Regions from separate parts of the Mus musculus genome. Here region 1 is linked to region 2. Evidence: chromatin contacts called from public Hi-C data. All regions are on one chromosome and are shown on one strand. Each heading gives the region's core, a stretch centred on a gene start, on an enhancer-like site or on the middle of the called end of the contact. The rest is flanking DNA. Distances are from core to core; before and after follow the strand shown. Region 1 has its middle 50 kb from the start of A830029E22Rik. Region 2 has its middle 190 kb from the start of Pdgfc.

What was found. A called contact is a pair of places that touch in the nucleus more often than the background predicts.
Region 1: a contact with region 2 is called in a Hi-C map of uterus. The contact joins two enhancer-like sites. A contact is called at or near these places in 1 of 484 Hi-C or Micro-C datasets (uterus) and 1 of 115 datasets of contacts at active chromatin or transcription factors (embryonic fibroblasts).

The regions. Positions count from the first base shown.
Region 1 is chr3:81,750,691-81,753,891 of GRCm38.p6, forward strand. No RefSeq gene overlaps it. Among named protein-coding and RNA genes, the nearest start is that of A830029E22Rik, 50 kb to the right of the region's middle. Within about 2 kb of position 1,376, at least 4 of the 459 cell types and tissues checked have an H3K27ac peak or open chromatin away from gene starts, as enhancers often do. A contact at or near this core is called in uterus, where this site is marked.
Region 2 is chr3:81,219,757-81,223,119 of GRCm38.p6, forward strand. No RefSeq gene overlaps it. Among named protein-coding and RNA genes, the nearest start is that of Pdgfc, 190 kb to the left of the region's middle. Within about 2 kb of position 2,100, at least 4 of the 459 cell types and tissues checked have an H3K27ac peak or open chromatin away from gene starts, as enhancers often do. A contact at or near this core is called in uterus, where this site is marked.

The sequences.
Region 1 (3,201 bases), core at 126-2,625, 530 kb after region 2:
TTCATTTGCAGTCTGACTTTTTATTGATTCCCTGTAATCTGATTTTATAATTCTTGTCTCTGCTCACCTCATTAAAATGCAACTTTTAAACGTTCTTCTCCAAAGTTTATGAAGACAAAGAGACAAACATGTACAATGGGGATTTTGTACCGCAAGAAATCTCAAATTGGACAAACAGCATATTCCAGGTGAATTTGGAAGTTCAATTCACTTCTACAGTTCAATTATGTGAGACTGTCTATTTGTAAAAGGGGTGGTGAGGGAATGTGTTGAAGGAGTTTTAACCTAATATAACTCCATCCTGCTATTTGAAAAGCATGTTGTCCAATAGAAATTATTTGGATACAGAGTATATTGCCTTTAAAAGTATAATCCCAAGCCAGTTGCCTACTTAATTCAATTCTGAGATGCACTGGAAAACAAATTGAACTTCAAAGAAAGTAGCCACAGGCCTCTCCAAACTTTGCCAGCTCACTTTATAGGCAGCTGAGGGTTTGGACATTAAATTTCATCTGCAAACCTTAATTGGCAGCATCTAAATTATTCTCTTTATAACATTACCACTATGGAAACTAAGGCTGGATACAGCATGTGAATCATAAAACACAAAACATTGGTCTTTGACGTTTTGCTGTTAATGCACTACAATCAAAAAGACTTCAAAAGAGGAAGTTTGGTCCCTTGATCACCTTGGGCTAACTGCCTGGTCTTCCATATACCTTTGTAAGCCAGAAGGCTGCAGAAACCCGTTTTCTGTTAATGAGATCACAGCCTGGTTCCAACAGTAAAACTTCAAACCCTGTGTGCTCTGCGAAAGTTATATGAAAACAAATTAAGTACACATCTCTTTACCTCATCCCTCTCTTTAGCAAGCAGATGCTTTGGAAGATGAATATCCTCTCTTATTTTTAAGATTCTTATAGCATTTGAGTTTATGGCAGCACACTATGCGCTGCCTTTTTTGCTCATAGACTTAGCCTCTTGTTCCTGAGAGCATGTGCATACACACACATCCAGGAAAGCTAGGATCTGTATCATGGTCTGTATCTGTCTTATTTACATTTTCATTCTTAAAGATTCTGCTGGCATTGGAAATGTTCACTAAGATTGTTTTGTGACAGGTCACACAGATGAATGTTAGAACTTACAGTAATGCTTTGAATATCTGGGAATCATTCATTTCTGGTTAAAATTGAGAATTCGGGTTCCTTTGATAAGGGACATAATAGAGATTCAAAAATGATGATAAACAGCACAGCAACAGTCGGTATGCATTAAAACTAGGCAAGAAGAGGTGGGAGAATCTCTTGTTGGAGGTGATGGGAGGAAGCACCTTGAATCCAAGCCTCTGATTCTACATTAAGCAGGCCCTAGACCACACACAGGCAGCTTTTCTGGCATCCCTGCTTTGCATATTTATCTTCTTTATAAAGCAGATGGTAAGACAGCATAAAAAGTTCTCTTCAGCATAACAGAATCTTATAAATGAAAATCATTTACAATAGAGAGAATTGCATCAATAAAACATAAAATAGATTTAATTGTTAACATGACATTGAACTCAATCCAAAATTAAGAATCAAAAGTAAGAAAGGTTTAAGATGCCTGACTCACTTTGTAGTAGACTATTTGCTGCTCCTGAGAGACCACAGTAAGAACACCCCCCCTTTTTTGGGGGGGATAGCAGTAGTGTGTTGTTCATGTTTGGTCTGACCCATTAAACATTTTATGGTCTAGTTTAACTCAGAAGGATAATTCCAAATAAGGAATCATAAGGATTTATATGCTTAGTACTGGGACCAAACATACTCTATTTTCAAGCAAAAGGAATTTCCTTAAAATGATGAATTCATGACCATGTTATTTTCATGGCCTGAGAATAATTTATAAACAAACCCAGGAATGAATATCATGTTTCCTTCTGCCCCTTTGTCGGAACCAAGAAGTTGCAAGCTCTTATGTAGAGCCTATTCACAGATTTTTTTGAAGGTAGGAAGACTATCATTCTAAGCAAACAAAAAAATTCAGGAGCAATTATCAAGCACAAACTAGGCCAGAGAGAAAGACGATTCCAAATGAAGGTACCAAAACTAAGAGTCCTGTGCTGACCCTGGCTAGTTCTGGATATTTCCCCAAAAGCCTTTGTTTTGAGTCTCACCTCATGTTGCCATCTCCTGGACATAGCTTTGTAGTCCATCACTCAAGGTGACTATAAGTCTCTTTTCTTTCTTTATGCTGCTTTCTGAACTACGTGTTTCTGAGATATTGGCCTCTAGATACTGTTAAATTGCCTGAGACTGATCATTTCAACATGATACGTCTATACTTGTTCCCATGGGAATAATAAAATAGTTTCTTTAAAAAATAGTGTATATGTATATATGTATACTTAGATGTATTTTATGGCATGATCTTATGTAGACTCTAACCTTTGATATTCCTCCTCCTGCTTCTCCAGAGCTGAGATAACAGGCATGTGCCACTGTGCTCAGCTATAAAACACGTCGTTTTTGGACCTTCTCTGTATGACAGGCATGTTGCTAGGTGTTTTGCAGACATTACATCACCAAATTGGTTGGCTTTTTTTTTTTAAATAAAGTCTGCAAAACGGAAATTATTGTCTTTACTTTGCAACCAGACAAACCTGAAACTCAGAAGAATCCAGTGAGTCCTATAACAGAAAGTTAAAGGTTCCATAGAAGACAAGCAAGACTCGCAGACTCTGAAGTTTCATTTAGCAGTGCTGCATGCCCAGCTAAAACCTTGGCCAAATGTTTCTTTTTCAAGACCTACTTTGATGTCTCTACTTTCTCACAGCAAACTTTGTGACTGCAGAGGATTTCGGCATTGCCTCTTCTGCTTTGCACTCCTTAGCATGTCTTGATTTGATTGTTACCCAGGTAGTCTCTTGCTCTTGTTACTATAAGTGCACTCCTGGTCCCTTTCACACCTTGTAGTCTTCTGTTAGCACAGTTGAGAACGTCTGTTCATGAAGATCTCCATCTCGAAGATCTGTGGATCACACCCGCTTGCTATTTCTATTATGTGCAAAACTCATCTGACTCAGTTATTTTAACCTGTTATACTTTTTCTTTGACCACAGCTCTACGCATATGTCTGATGTTTTCTTTGTCATGTACTTTGCCATAATTTCCTCAAATTCATTAGGTTACAAGTGGATGCACTTTTAGTGCTCTTTCT
Region 2 (3,363 bases), core at 850-3,349:
CACATTGTGCATCTGAGCTCACACAGCCTAATGCTGCCTTTGGTCCCGACCAAATCCTCAAGGAAATACTTTTTGTCTTCTTTTCTTTGTTACCAAAACCAATTTGTCCTTTCAGAAAGCACAACTGTCACTTCCTATGAACTCTCCATTTGGAACGCTCCCATAAACTGTGCTTCTTCTTTCTGAACAGGGTTGATCTTATAAAAATCAGGCCGAGTCTTTATGTAGGGGCTTCACAGCCAAGTCACTTCTAATACTAACAAAACCTGAAGCAATTTCGCAGCATCTTTTGACATGACACATTGCTAATGAAAATGCACAGATCAAGGGGGGAAATCTGTAGATTAAGGAAGGTATTAAGACAAGTGGCTGATACACAATAAGTGCTACAAATTACTATCTCCTTCCCTCCTGGTCATTTGAGACTACTGTGCAAGGCTTCATCTCCACAGGTAGAGAAAGTGCGGGAAGAAGGAAATGAGTAAATGGTTGCTATACCAAGAGGCTTTCCTAGTGCGATGCTGTGTCTCAGTGCTTGTTTAGTGACAGGAAGAGAACAGTACTAGCAAGCCATCCAGATTTCATAGTTATCTGTTTATCTCTCCACAACGTACCCTTTGCTTCCATTTTTATAAATTATCATTTATTATTATGTATTATGTGTATATATGTATGCCTTAGTGTATGTGTAGTGTATGAGCATGAAGGAGCCTACAGATGTCAGAAGAGGTATCATATCCTGTGAAGCTGGAATTACAGTCAGCTTTGTGTTATCAGTTCAGTTCTGTGAAAATGAATGTTTGTCTTCTGCATGAGCAAAAAATGCTCTAGCCACGAAGTAATATCTCTAAGTCCAGAAGATTTTTATTGATTTACTCCCAGGTACTCCTGCATTGCTCTCTTGGTTCTCTCTCTCCTCTCTCTCTCTCTCTCTCTCTCTCTCTCTCTCTCTCTCTCTCTCTCTCTCTCTCTTTCTCCAATACTTCTTTCATTTTATTCTTATATATGAGCAACTGCTATTGAGTTCCTGGGGCTCAAGAAATTTTCTGTATGAACCTTTCAAGTTGCTTGAAGAACAAACAAAGATGTTGAATCCAGTCAGCCTGTGGCATTTGTTGTAACAGAAGATATTCTTGAGAGCTGGGTGTGGTGGCGCATGCCTTTAATCGCAGCACTCAGGAGGCAGAGGCAGGCAGATTTCTGAGTTCGAGGACAGCCTGGTCTACAAAGTGAGTTCTAGGACAGACAAGGCTATACAGAGAAACCCTAGTTCTGTGTCCCTTTATCAACCATGTTGTGTCTGCAGCCTCTCCTGAGTTTTGTTACTGTTGTGGTCATAAACATGTACCTTGCATTCCTTCACTGTTTTGATTTATGTTGTCTTTTGGGTATATCCTTGCATTTGTGTACAGATGCTTAGTCAAAAAGTTACTCTTGTTTCTGTTTCCCTGACCCTTGCTTCACTGTGGTTCTTTCCCTGAGATTTCTGTAATTTTAGAGGGTTTTTACCTTTTCCACCTAATTCACCCATGCTGTCAGCTCACCCACTGGAGATGTATTTTGGTAGAGAAAAATAAAGTTGAATGATAAAGATAAAAGGCGCAGAGCTAGTTTTCTAAAACTGATGAAAAACTCTTGATTCAAACAAGGTTATGAATCAATAAAGTAGCCAGTAAAGGAAGCTAGAAGGTAATGTAATATCTGTTGATGTCTGTATTTTGGAAAAAGGTAATGGGAATAAGGCTGATCCTGTGATGGGCTAGAACAAACCTGGCCTATTGGAAGAGGCCACACAGCAGGAAAGAACATGTTTCTCCGAGATACTATCATTTCATCAGCTCTGCAGTTAACTTTATTTTAGTACCTTTGAAAGCTGCCCCTACAAATCAATGCCACCATAAGTGTCTGTGCAAGGAGATAGGCTAACACTTTCGGTGTAGATATAAGTTCTGTTCAAGGATGCTGAAAAGAATCTAGTGAACTCCACTCCCTGCAGAACTGCTGGAAGATTCTCAAGGATTAACTTGCCAGATGTACGTCAGAGATAATTACTCAGAAAGAAAGCAGAGCCTGCTTGGGAGAAATTATGGGAGAGATGACAGGGAGTACAAGAAAGGCTTAAGCATCTTAACCTCTGCTCAGGTCTGGCCTTGCCTCCAACACTGTGGCCACCTGACTTTCACATGCTTAAAGTCAAGGATCTTCTCTTGTCAAAGTCCTCGCCCCTAAGAATGCAGATCTCTTCACCACAGGGCGAGAAGAAAGACACATGGCCCAGAAAACATCATCCTGATTTACATAGAAGAAATAGAAAAAGAATTCTTGCTTGGAACACGGCCTCAGTAGTCTCTCAACCTATTAGCTGCCGTCTACTGTGTCATTTCTCGGTTTAAAATTTAGTTTTATATTAGCTTTCAAAAGTCTATATGTTTTTTCAAGTAACTTATAAGTGACAATTCATGTCAGCATCTAGTGCAAACATGAAGACTAATAAGAAAATCCTTCTCTGATAAAACAAATTCAAGAAGAATATCTTAAGTGAATATCTAATAATGTATTTCTTCATGTTAACACTTGAATAATTTTTTCCAGACATCTTTAATAAATTTTGAGTCAGAGTGTCAATGTCCCCTCTTGGTACTTTTGGTTAGTACTGTGTGATGAACTTTTTATCCATTTCATTATATATATATATATATATATATATATATATATATCTTAGTTGAGTAGTTCATATCACAATGCCTGAATGTATAGTCACATATTCCTATCCTGCTTTTCTGTTAAGATTCTACTCATAAGTGATTTGTTACTAGGTAAACTTATTTTTGAATATACTGCTGAGTTGAGTTCTTTGGTATACATGATGAGGTTAGCCCAATGGAAAATTTATTATGAATAAATTACAGCTGAGCACAAGTGCATAATTTGTTAGTAATAACAATAAAAATAGCAAAAATTTCGAGGGTCTCTCATTTTATCTGAATGTTCAAAAATCCAGGCCTCTTCTTCATGGCAGAAAATGTTTTCCACACTTTAATTTGTGTATAATCTTGGGACAACATCAAGGCATTAGTGAAATTAAGTTGTTTGATTCTGACTGAATGTTTCTAGTTCATCAAAATTCTGTCTAGATAGCATGTTAATTTTTTAGACTAAATTTCCTCTTAGGGCATACTTTGTGTTCTTCTTGTCTTGTATGCAGAGCATTAATCTGTAGAAGTGATTTTTTCCCCTTCATTTGTCTCTTTGAAAAATGCTTTGTCTAATTCCATCACTTTCCCTGCTCCCATTCCCCACTCCATGGTCTCCCAGGTGCCCTCGTTTTTGTGGCTCCCCTTACTCTTAGTATGATAATATGTT